2 separate regions of the Xenopus laevis genome follow, and region 1 is linked to region 2. Evidence: chromatin contacts called from public Hi-C data. All regions are on one chromosome and are shown on one strand. Each heading gives the region's core, a stretch centred on a gene start, on an enhancer-like site or on the middle of the called end of the contact. The rest is flanking DNA. Distances are from core to core; before and after follow the strand shown.

Region 1 (6,318 bases), core at 2,642-5,141, 400 kb before region 2:
CCTTAAAGGAAAATGTTACCCCCAAAATGAATATTAAAGCAACAGGTTATATCATATTAAGTGGTATATTAAGGAATCTTACCTTCTATGCCAAGGTATACTGGGTGCCAACAAACACAGATGTTATAGAAATGCAGACTTTAAACATCAGAAATGCAATTACTAGGGCTGCACTGATTGTAAACTGACTTTTTAGCTTTTCTAATTTTTATGCAACGCTAGTGCATGGTTTAAGTGTGTGTTCTATTTCACAGTTGGTGGATTTTCCTCAGGCAGAGAAACACCTGAAAGGCCCATAATCTGGCAGTAGGGGGCATTTAGCAAATCTCCTTGAACAAGTGCTAGAGCACCAAGGCCAAGGGCACACACAGTGTATAATCCATTTTCCTCTGTTACTGGATGGAGCGCATGACAACAAATCTGTTTTTTATCCTCTATGTACAAAATGCAGGCGGAGAAAAGCTGACTGTGCCAATGGCCTAGTAGGTGCTAAATCAGCCCTAGTGGTAGTGAATTAAAGGGAAGCCTATACCTTGCACTGATGCACAAGCTAGGGGGTGTCAAAGTGGGAATATGGTTTTAGCACCCCCGAGGGCACCAGGAATACAACAGCCTTGAAAGCAATTTTTGAAATTAACGTTATATGTCTTTAAAACATCAGTTGGCTGTTTTATTTAATGGAATGACATTAAAGAGGTCACACACATGCAGCTTTACCTTCCCTGTCATGAATTACTTCATCAGTCATTCCATTGACTTTTGACCGCACTTGCTGCTAATGTCAATGCACAACATATTGCATTGACCAATGTCAGGCTCTGGAGGCAAAGCTCATAAATTCAGTCAATGCTTGTTTTTCTTCTGATATCAAAATCTATTTGTTGTCTTATCTCAGACTTGTTCTCCTTACCCCTGTGATTTAAAGGGACTATATTCACCAGTATTCTACATGAACTATATATATATATATATATATATATATATATATATATATATATATATATATATATATATATATATATATATATATATATATATATATATATATATATATATATATATATATATATATATATATATATATTCTGCCAAGTCTTGAAAAAACATATTTACTTTGTTTTAGTATAAATAAAAGTATAAATTGATTGCATCTTTGTTTTACACTTAACCAATGAGCATTTCCCTGATACCACATTGTCAAATGCCATGATGATCTGGTATTTGCAAAACATGCATGGGTGAGCTTTTAGAACATTGCCTGTTGATTCTTGTTTAGGCTATTGCTGAGGTACCTCAAAGGTTGTGGTTGCATTCTTAGAGGGTCAGATTTAGTAATCCATAAATGAGAGAGAGGAATTGGCAATTGTAGGCCTTTCTTAACAATTGTATCACTGTTAGAGTATGGCGATATATCCTAAAGTTGTTGGCACATTCTTTTAGTTAGCTGGCATAAGTGTTATGCTTCTAATTTACCTCTAAGACACAGATGCACCCTTCTTTATAGCAAGCCCCTTCCCCCAGGGATCCGTGGACTTCTTGTGTGACATCATGATTTTATTTTAATTAAGCCTACTGCATGAAAATGTTGAACAGCTTTAAAGAATTCACTTTTTATCTATAATAGAAATTCCCTATTAATATACTTTAATTTGCTAGAAATTATATACGCTGTGCATATATGGATGCAAAGTCATGACAATTCGAGTAGGGCACTGTTGTATAAATTCCCTATCAACCAAAATAAATGTATTTTTTTTGTGTTTATCAGCTACAAGGAAGAAATTGTTTGAAATCGCCAGAGCTTTTTCAGAGAAAACGAAAATGAGGAAGTCGAAAAGGAAACTTTTGCTCAAGCATCAGATGTATCCTTTATTAAAGCTATATTATTGGCTAAACAAGGCATTATACTAAAAATCAAATTTTAGGCTAATTGTTCGAAAGTCCTGCATTGTAAAGCTTTATGCATATAACATCCAGCCTGTTAAAACAACAGAGATCTCTGCTTTTATAGAAACCTAGACATCCAGTTGCTGAGGACTGCATTGTACAGTTCATTGATTCCGCAAGCACGTTTTGTTTAATATGACAGTAATCAACATGACCTAGATTGTAATGATGGGTGAAAATTTTCACCAGGTTTTGCCACAAAGAAATGCCCATAGACTCATGTATTGTAAAGAAAAAAAAAAAAAAAGAGTTTTGATGGCTTGGAAAAAGTCACTGAAACTGGACAGATTCGTCCGTCACTAATTATAATCACTTCTATTTTTATTTAAATGGGCCGCTGTAATATATGGTACTTATCTAGTTTCCTTCTTATAAATTACTGGGAAACCACATTTCCGAATGTTATTGGCGCTATAATCAGTTTCTAGTAAAGGTTGTCTGCACAATAATTTGTTTTCTTTTATATATGCTTATAGTGGAGATTTGCAATAATAACAAAATAGAGCAAATGCACACCAAAAAAAAAAACCACTAACCCCCTTTATGTAATAAAAGGAACTAAGTTTGCCCAGGACCAGTAACCCACTAATATAAGATATTTGTTTTTAAACATGCCATCTGCTGATTGGTTGCTATGAATTACTGCTCCTGGGTAAACTTAGTGTATTTTATTACATAACCACATAAAAGCAGTAAGGCAATTTTATAAAGGCTCGGTCAAATTTAATACATAGTCAATATGATAAAGAACTGTCTTAAAGTCTGAAATCTAAGTCTATATAAAGTGTAAATATACTTTTAGTATTTGTCATGGTATGCATGTGTTCTGGTTTGTTATTAGTAGGTCTGTAGGTTACTTAGGTGCTTCACTTGCCATTTACTTTAAAGGGGAACTCCACAAAAACATAACTTAAGCTTTTTGAAAAGTAAACATAATTTGAAGCAACTTTGCAATATACATCAATTAAAAAAACATGCACACATTTCATGATTTTTAATGGTTTCTGACAGTTCCCTAAGCCTAGCCCCCTCTCCTGCTGATCTTTCTGACTACTTTGCTGAGCTGACTGACTACTGTTACTTTGTATCAACAGCCAACATCCTCAGCCTGCATCCTCCAAACCCCACAATTCCCTGTACATGTGATTTCAAGAAGGAACAGAACATCATAGTGCAATGCATTGTGGGTTATGTAGTTCCTGCATGCTGTCCCCATGCTGTTTCCCAAAATATTGTGTATACATATTGTACTACACTGGTTCTGTGTACTAGCCTTCAGTATATACCTTATGTGGTTTATGCGAAGTGTTGAATGGTGCATCAGGGAATAGCTGCCAGAATGTTTTAAGCTTTTGGATCAGTGCAGTTGGACATCTATTTTCTGTACATTTACAGGCAATTTGAATTGCTTTTTATGGAAAGCAATTCTTGCATTGTCTCCAAGAAATGCAAACAAATTGCCATGCCTGACATGCTGAGTGCATTTATGTTCATCTTTGGAAGAGAAGTACATCTCTTCCATTAATACTTTTACTTTGCATGGCCTGTAAATTTTAAGGAAAAGTACATTTAAAGTTGAAAATTGGAAACAACTGGGATGTGTAGATTAGGTTAGAAGGACAAGAAAAGGCTTTCATTAATATGTGTTCCACATTCAGCAGAGTCATGAGATATATCGATTATTAACATGATGGACACATTCTAGGCAGAATTTTGGCGACCTGTTAAAATTAGGGAGGCAATTCAGGATTTAGTTCAGGATTCAGGCTTTTTTAGCAGTATTCTCGGGAATTCAAGTGCCTGGCCAAATTGATTCCAAAACTGTAAAATCACATGCGCAGCACCGGGCCCCTAGGCCCTAGGTTGTAGCGCATGCCCACAGTACCTCACGCAGGCAAAAGAGTGTTGGCGTGCAATCACAGGAGCACTGGGCAGCAGCGCGTTCCCATTGCTCCCCATAGGGCGGCATGCCGCCCCGAAAAATGTGCCGCCCTAGGCACAGGCCTCAAATCCGGGCCTGCACGTGCATTTTTGTCACACATACAATTAAGCTGCAGTTTTTTTCCACGCCCCCTGTGCGTACAGTTCTTCTTGCTTTTTCCCTACCCAGATTTGCATATGCAAATTAGGGTTCATATTTGGTCCAGGACTCATGAAAGATTTGGCCGAATCGCAAAACAGTGGATTCATTGCATCCCTAGTTAAAATGAGTGTGTTGGTTGAGGAGTATACTTAGGCAGTAAGTTTCCTTTTTAAGGTGGCTTTATTTTTCTACTGGTAATATTAAAGTTCAGTATGGTAATCTAACCCAATGCAGCTGTTATAATAAAATAAATAATTTTTTTTCTTAATGAAAACTTCAGCCTTGGAACAGCTGCCTCCACAGCAAACCTTCTGGATAATGTTGAAGTTCATTCATGCGGTAAGCACAGTAAACCCAAAAACCTGTTGTAACTGAACCTTTGTTTTAAAGTAAAAATAGTTTGCCTAGAATTTCGGTGCCAATGGCTGTTGAACACATCTATCATTCTTAGCCAGCTTCTTGTTACAGTCACCTGCCAACTGGTTGAGTATATTGAGCTGCAGTAATATTATTACCTTATTATTTACCTGCTAAACTAAAACAAAAGAATGCTGTACACTTACAGCATTGAAAACCGAGGTTTAGTGTCAACAACCAGAGGAAATCTACTTGAAAAAAGTGGCCCAAGCAGTGGCTCAAGCAGCATAAAAATGTGGTACATACTTACCCCAGATGTTGCTGTAACACATATTCAACTGCAGGAATTGAATATTTACATACAAAGTACATTTTTATATATAATTTTATATAATATATATTTTATATAACATTATAATATAATATTATTTTATATATATATTTAATTTTATAGGCTTTTTCACTAAATGATTTTGTAGGACTTCATAGCAATCACTGTTCTAGATTTCTATTGGTTTTCTGAAAGGGAATTCACATCTTCAACTTTTTGTAGATGAAGATGCGCAGACAAAGTCAAGACAGCAGAGCCGTGAAGAAAATGAAACACTGAAAGGACAACCAAAGTAGGTTTTCTTGTAATATTTACAAGAACTAAATGCCACCTGGTCAGTATTTTACTATTCCAACTAGTAAAAAATACTTTGTAGTGTTTGTAGTAGGAAGAAAATACAGTGGTATGGAGGCCAGGATTTATTTCCAAAAATTTGCCAATCTTGTAACAAACTAAAGGTGGCCATTCACGGGCAGATTGAATAAAAAGAACCACTCGTTGGGTGATCTTGCCAAACAAGCAGGTCTTATAGTGTATGGCCACCTTAGTCGGTAGCTTTTATTGACTAGCTTATATTATTAATATATATTATAAATGGTTATATTATTATTGATCTAATCAATTATATCTTTTCCTAATAAGTCATGGCCAAAGCCCAACAGTCAGACAATATGGATTACACATATATATTGCTTGGATCTAGAAAATGCCTTACCTGTACCCAGATGTACTTTGTGCTTCTACTGGACAAATGGAAATTAAAATTATACCACAGATATTATTTAAAAAACACTAGTGGCAGTTACATTAAAATGTAGTGCATTAATGCATTAAAACTCACATAGTACAGAATACAAGGGAACCTGCTCTGTTGTTTCATAGATGAAAAATTCTAGCAATCAGGAATCTGTCATCAATCACCCATTTTTAGTTTGACATTTATCCTTTCAGGTTAAAGCCTGTGTCACCTCCCTGGTCACCATTTCAGTGATAACAATACACTACAATTATGTTGATCTAGTAAAATGAAAATTTCAAAATAAAAAATAGTTTTTGCATGCACATGCTGCAGCCCAGTTATGTATACCTTGTTATATTGAGAGGCATATAAAAGTGTGTAAAATATGTATGCCACAAAAGTAGTGTAAACATAATATAAAATAAATGGTGCAAAAGGCTCCTATGTTGGCTTTATTTGTGAATTAAAGGAAAACTATACCCCCCAAACAATGTAGGTCTCTATAAAACAATATTGCATAAAACAGCTCATATGTAAAATCCTGCTTCATGTAAATAAACCATTTTCATAATAATATACTTTTCTAGTAGTATGTGCCATTGGGTAATCATAAATAGAAAATTGCCATTTTAAAAAATAAGGGCCCGCCCTGTGATCGTAGGATTCACTGTAGTCACAAACATACCAACAAACCATACATGTTAGGTCACATGAGCCAATTAACAGACAGGGGCTCATTTATTAACGCAGCGCAGCGCTAAAAAGAGCGCAGTGGCCAGACATTTGCCCAGCGCATGCGAGTATTTAATAATGTAGCGCACGATACCTTAACAGTGCGATTTGTGCGCTAATGTAGACACA
Region 2 (6,606 bases), core at 3,315-5,814:
AATGTTACTTTGTATTAGGAGCCACCTGTCCTTAGCCTGCATCTTCCAAACCCCACAATTCCCTGCACACGTGATTTCAATAAGGAACGGAACATCATAGTGCAATGCATTGTGGGTTATGTAGTTCCTGCATGCTGTCTGTAAGCTGTGGAGAGGTTGTAACATCAGTGTTTAGTCCCTCCCTGATACAGAAAGAGAAGAGCTGTTAAACAGCTGGACTGGAATACTTTTTGAAGAAACTGGTAACTGTGATGGTTAAATTAGGGGTTTCTGTGTTATGTGGGCCTCTTTATCAAATTTTGGTTTGGAAGCCGGAGATCCTCTTTAATAAATAAATAGTTTAACATGCTGATAAAGTGAGTGTCCTACTGTATGTACTATTAGGTTTGTTTTGATTTTCTAATAGTAATAAATGTATTTCCTTTTTATGCTTCTTTATCCTCATTTATTTTAGATTTTCATACTTTTCTTGTGAGTTTATTTTAAGATGCCTTCAAGTATATCTTAACTGCAATTTAGATGTCTTTTATTCATTATAATCATAAAAGATAAAAGCTGGAGTTAAATATATGCACTTGTGTGGTTTAACAAAGAGAGGTACAGCCACCAAACTGACTTCCAAGACCCCAAATTACTTCAGTACCCAGAGTATAATCACCATTTGGCAAAAGATATAGGGAATATCAACCATATGGCGACTTAATTCATGCAGTTAGTGCCTTTGCTTTTCCATTAGTGCATATACCTATATTTCCAGGGAAAAATCATGCAAGTGTGCACTATTTTGAATAATCGTATGTGGAGAATAGTGTTGATTAAATTCACCATTCCCTGGTATGTCAGTAACCTTAATTTTAAGGGTTCATTCATACAGATGGGGCATTTCACCCTGCATTGCCCTGAGTTCAGTTTTCCTGCAGCAGGGGAGCACAACTTGTTCTTCTTTATCAAACGTGTAGTAGTACAAAATTCTGTGAATATATTCCTGTGGTGCTCAATCTGGAAACCTTGATGCAAACCTCAAAAAAATCAGATGGCACACACTCTGGCAATCGTGCTACATATTTGAGGTTTATTGAGATTCCCACACCTCTTCTTTATCAAACTGTACTGACACAGGCACATCCAAGAACCAAACACAGGTGGAACCCATAGTGTTGCGTTCCACTTGCTTCAGCTCTTCAGTGCACCTGTGTCAGTAAGGGTCCATGAGGAAGCTCCGGCTGCTTTTTGTTCTGTGCTCCCCTGCGGTGGAATGCAGGAAAAATAACGATATGATGAAACGCCCGTCTGTAAGAACCCTTGGTCTGAATACCTTAGTAAAAAATCATGGTATGTAGAAATGGATTCCAAAGTACAACTATTTATTTTGTAAACTCACCACATGTGATTCATCCAGGGAGTAATGGAATGAGTTATTGGGTGCTTTTTTAACAAGAAAAAATATCTAAGGTGAAATGCTGGTAGTACTGGTAGTAACATGATATAGAGTTCTGGCAGGACATAGCTTTCTGTGGCAACATTTGCTAAAATTTATAAAGATCCAGGAAATCGTATCAATAGTACTGATTATACAAAGCCTAGGTTCTTGAAAGCAATGGACAAGGGGTCCAGCTTTAAAGCTCAATATTATGAACCAAAGGGGGCCCGCCCAAATATAGAGTTGAAAATTTCCTTAAAGAACAAGTAAAGGCTTATCTTTATACTTAGGCAAGAGTGACACCTTGTGGAGGCTTTTTATCATTTTCTCAATCTACACCTTTTATATAGTACGGAGCTCTTTGCATTTTATTCTGCGCAGACACAACTCCTGAGGGGGAAAAGGTTTGCAACTGTCAGTTTGTCCAAGCACTTAGGTCTGCAGTTCTTTCATAGCAAACTCTCTGTCCAGTGCAGAATTATTTTTGTTTAGTTTTGTTCTGCAAATTCTACTGCAACTGTAGTTGTGTTTTGTCACAAATCATACATAGTTGCACTGAAAAGTGAGGATGCCATCATTTTCGTCCTAATGGCGCATGTGCCATACTCTAGGTGCATGTCAGCGACTGGCCACTGTGGGATCCCTGGAGCTACTGCCAGCCTGAAGGTGGTGGAAGGGCCAGCTACAATTACACTGGAATTGTGGGGGAAAACTCAGTCAGTGATTTAAAGATAGATTAGTGTCACTAATTGCATAGTGAAGGTGAATACATGTATGGAATCCATTATTTTGAATAAACTCAATAGGATTGCTTTGCCACCAATGTGGATTTATGTAGCTTAGATAACATCGAGTACCAGGTACTGTTTTATTATTACAGAGAAAAAGGAAATATGGATTATTTGCTTAAAGGGGGTTGTTCACCTTCCAAACACTTTTTTCAGTTAAGTTGTTTTCAGATTGTTCACCGGAAATAAAGCCTTTTTTCAATTCCATTTTTGTGTAACATTTTCTAAGTTTCTAAGTTTAAAGTTGAATTTTCCTGTCTCTGGTGTTTCAGTCTGGCATCTATTCAGGTGCAGAATATAAACTGTTATAATTTCACAACATTTAGTTGATACATTTCCCAAGAGCATCTGTAGAATATTAGCATCTATTGTATTAAATATTAACAGCTGCCTTTAATGAAACCCAGGGCTTCTGCTCAGCAGGGCCATAAATAAGATATTTATCAACTAAATGTTAGCAATTTAGAACAGTTTACAGGGTCAGCGACACCCCCCCCCCCCCAGCTGCTTTAGAAAGATAAAGGAAGGCGAAAAATGAAACTTTACACTTCAATATTGGAAAAATCGGGCACAAATAGAGGATAGAAAATAATTGGAAAAAGTGAACTGTTATATATTATAAGTGACCGAGGAGTTTCATGACCATACAAAAATACGAGGCCGAAGGCCGAGTGTTTTTATACAGGTCATGGAACTCCGAGGTAACTTCTAATATCCTTATATTTTACAACTGGGGGTACTTTATTTATTATAATACACACGTTTCAGTGAGTCATGTGACAGAAATGACATCAGAACTCACCGTTTATAAGGATATCATTTACAAGATATTTTTGTACATTATTATGGAATTGTAACACCTATTTGGGCCATACGGGGTTAATTCACCAGTGACTTAACGTGACTCTAACACTTCAGGCTAGGGCCTTCGCTATATGGAAGATTAAAGGTGTGGTGTAGTGTAACTACAACTCCCACAGGCTACTGTGCAATAACAAAAGACTTGGGCGCCAGGAGGTTCTTAATAAATCAGGAACAAGGTTTATTGAACTATGCACGAGGCAAGTGACATCAGGTTTCTACTCACGCAGGGGTTGAGGCAACATCATATAGAGAGTTCACACAGATCTGCAGGCAGGCTCACTTAGAGCAGACACAGGCTGACACTCCCTGGGGACAAACTTCACCTCTGCGACTTATTCTAGTAGTGGTCTCTGGATCAACCTCAGGGCAATCACTCTCTCCTGATTCCCTCTCAACTGGGTCATCCCTATACTACAGGCAATATGGCCTGGGAGAGATACCTCCAATCTATCACTCCTGCGTTGGAGCTCAGAACTGCTCTTTTCTCTCTAACCTGCCTTTCTCTACTAGAGAGACTATGACAAGTCTGCCCTAGTATATCTATTCCTCATTCACAGGGTTTCCTGGTCCCCGACTTGGACACATGCCTGTTGTACTCAGCCCCTCTGAGCGCACCCAGCTGGATCAGCATCCAGAGGCGGAAGAGGCCACTCCTTACACACACTATAGTGCAGTGTAGCAGGAAGCTGTCACACCTCTCCTGGCAGATCACTCTAAGAAAAAGGTGGGGGCCTTAAAGCTGCAGGGCAGATTAACCCATAGGGGCCCCTTCAGAATATACCACAGAACTATCAGTAACATAAAAAGGAAACTAATATGAAAAAATAAGACAATCTCTTATGCAGTCTATTTCAACATTAAAAACAACATAAACAAAAACCAAATGCTTTATATAAAGCTCCCTGGTTACACTTCCTGGTTACTTCCTACTAGACCAGCTAACCAAAAGGTTGTATATTGTATTTATACGAGGAGGCTTAGTTATGCTTTCCCGTATCCTTACTTGCTCCTAGTGGGGCAACACAACTGGTCTGCTGCGAACCTACACAAGGAATAGAACAGCAATGGACGCGTCCTCGATAAAAAAACGTAATTAGCAAGACAAACAGCCTGACCAATAAGAAAACAACTAACGTCAGTTTACGGATACTGGTGAATTTGGTGCCTGTTAGTGAACTACTCACACACGCAAATAACGCTGCCTGCAGAGAAGGCCCAGACTGGCAATCTGTGGGTTCTGGCAAATGCCAGAGGGGCTGCTATAAGCTCCCATAGAAAGTCAGTATTTAGTGAGCTGGTGGGGCTGTTTCGGCCTCTGAGTGGGCCTCTGTGTACCTGAAATGCCAGGGCCTAATTTAATTCTCAGTCCGGACCTGCTGCAGAGGCTGGAACACTTTGTAAATTGTCGGTACCTGCCAATCCCATTCCCATTAAACAATGAGCGAATGTTACCCAGTTGTTTCCTGGTTACAGGGAGAGGGGAGGCGGGGCTATGAAGCTCTGGCTTGACGTGATTTCTTTCTGATTGGGTGATTAGAGCGCCGCTTAGTCAGCAGCTGTCAGGTAAGGCGCTTAACTGTCTGTCCTGAGTTGTCACTTGTGTCCCCGAGATGCGGAAACATGACATTAATCAAGCAGGGAGCAATTTGTGCCAGGCATAACCGGCCCGACTAAACAGCTACCCACAAGAGGAATGCGGTTGGGTTAGATCTGGGCGCGTCGTACTGAGGAGCTCATAGGTGTTCGCATTCCTTGCTGTGATCCTGAAGCGCTACTAGGTTCGAATGGGAATAGACCAAAGACGTGCAGCTGACAGGGATGGCTGGAAAGTGCTATCAGGACTGGATGGGGTCCCTTCCTCCCGCCCTTAGTGTACTGCCAGTGGCTAATCTTGCCATACCAGGTAATACCGTTCCTCTGCTCAAATAGATTGTCCTGCCTTCCTCACCCTATTCCTTTCCACAGGTATTGCAGCCTTTGTGCGAGATTCCAAGGCAGACTCTTGATGAAGCTTACACTATAATGTGAAGGGACATTTCTGGAACTTACCTTAGGGCTGACTAGGTAACATCTGCTCTATGTTCTCATGTGCTTGAGTATGACTTCAATATGACTTCTGACAAACAGGTCACCCTCCAAAATATTTTGTGCTCCAAAAATCTCCTGTTTGATAATATCAGTGGGTGATTGTCACTGCTGTTTTTTTGGACATAACTTTCGCACGATTGCTGTCTTTGAATTAACATTCAACATTGTCTGATTTGTTCTTTTTGCTATTTTATTTAATCAAAATGATAAGTGGTAGGTCGGGAAATTGTAACGAATGATCATTTTTTTTTTCGGACATAAGGATATATCTGCACATCTATGGCCAGCTTTAAAGGAATTGTTCAGTGTAAAAATAAAAACTGGTTAAATAGATAGGCTGTGCAAAATAAAACATGTTTCTAATATAGTTAGTTAGCCAAAAATGTAATATATAAAGGATGGAGTGATTTGATGTATAACAAGTCAGTCAGGACACTACTTCTTGCTTTTCAGCTCTCTTGGTTTACACTGACTGGTTACCCTGGTTACCAGGCAGTAACCAATCAGAGACTTGAGGGGGGGCCACATGGGTCATATCTGTTGCTTTTGAATCTGAGCTGAATGCTGAGGATCAATTACAAACTCACTGAACAGAAATGTACCATGTGGCCCCCCTTCAAGTCGCTGACTAACTCAGTTATAGAGCTGAAAAGCAGGAAGTTGGATTCTGGCTGTTTTATTAGACATCTGTTCACTCCAGTCTTTATATATTACATTTTTGGCTAACTAACTATATTAGAAACATTTTTTATTTTGCACAGACTATCTATCTACACAGTTTTTATTTTCACACTGAACTATTCCTTTAATTGGTTTTATGGTTAGGATTTGGCCAGTGTCGGACTGGCCCGTCGGGATATCGGGAAAAAACCTGGTGGGCCCCCGACCCTTAATGGGCCCCCGCCAGTCCCCTCTCCCGATCGGAATCAACAAAAAATAAAAAAGGTTTTTTTAGGTGCCCCGCAGCGCCATCTGCGCATGCGTGCGCCACCTATTCACTGAGGAGCATTGAGCGGTGTAGTGCCCTGGGCCCCCCAGTCTAACCGTGGATTTGGCACAGGGAGACCTAGGTTTGATTTCTGATCATGAATGTTTTTTGGAGCCTCAGGTACCAATGTTTAGGGGCCCAGTGGCGTAACTAGATATTACTGGGCCCCACAGCAAATTATTTTTCAGGCCCCCAAAATGTTTAGAGGTTGACTTGTTTCTCCAATATTTATTGAAATTGTATATGAATTAGGGCCTCGTGGGACCCCTATACCTCCTGGGCCCCCCTGCAGCCGCAGGGTCTGCTTCCTCTATAGTTACGCCCCTGTTTAGGGCAGATCCCTCAGTGCCTGTTACCGTGCACAATCTGTATCACTATATGAGAATACAATTCTGTTACTATGTTATCTTTACTGAATTTACTTAGTATAAACATTCCAATGGTACATGATTATCCTT

What was found. Hi-C and Micro-C count contacts between places; a contact is called where the count stands out from the background.
Region 1: a Hi-C map of the XL177 cell line shows a contact between it and region 2, with 4 times the contacts expected there. The contact joins the enhancer-like site here to the promoter of plcxd2.L in region 2. A contact is called at or near these places in 2 of 4 Hi-C or Micro-C datasets (the XL177 cell line and the XTC cell line).

What each region holds. Positions count from the first base shown.
Region 1 is chr2L:63,060,089-63,066,406 of Xenopus_laevis_v10.1, reverse strand. It overlaps cuedc1.L (CUE domain containing 1 L homeolog), which reads left to right. Exons shown (of 11, transcript NM_001086219.1): 8 at 1,769-1,862; 9 at 4,311-4,369; 10 at 4,941-5,010. Among protein-coding and RNA genes, the nearest start is that of guca1c.L, 65 kb to the right of the region's middle. Within about 2 kb of position 3,891, at least 1 of the 7 cell types and tissues checked has an H3K27ac peak or open chromatin away from gene starts, as enhancers often do.
Region 2 is chr2L:62,663,014-62,669,619 of Xenopus_laevis_v10.1, reverse strand. plcxd2.L (PI-PLC X domain-containing protein 2) reads left to right here and starts at 4,564. Exons shown (of 4, transcript XM_018246462.2): 1 at 4,564-4,975. The coding sequence starts at 4,891. nectin3.L (nectin-3) reads left to right here. Exons shown (of 9, transcript XM_041581950.1): 9 at 1-1,092.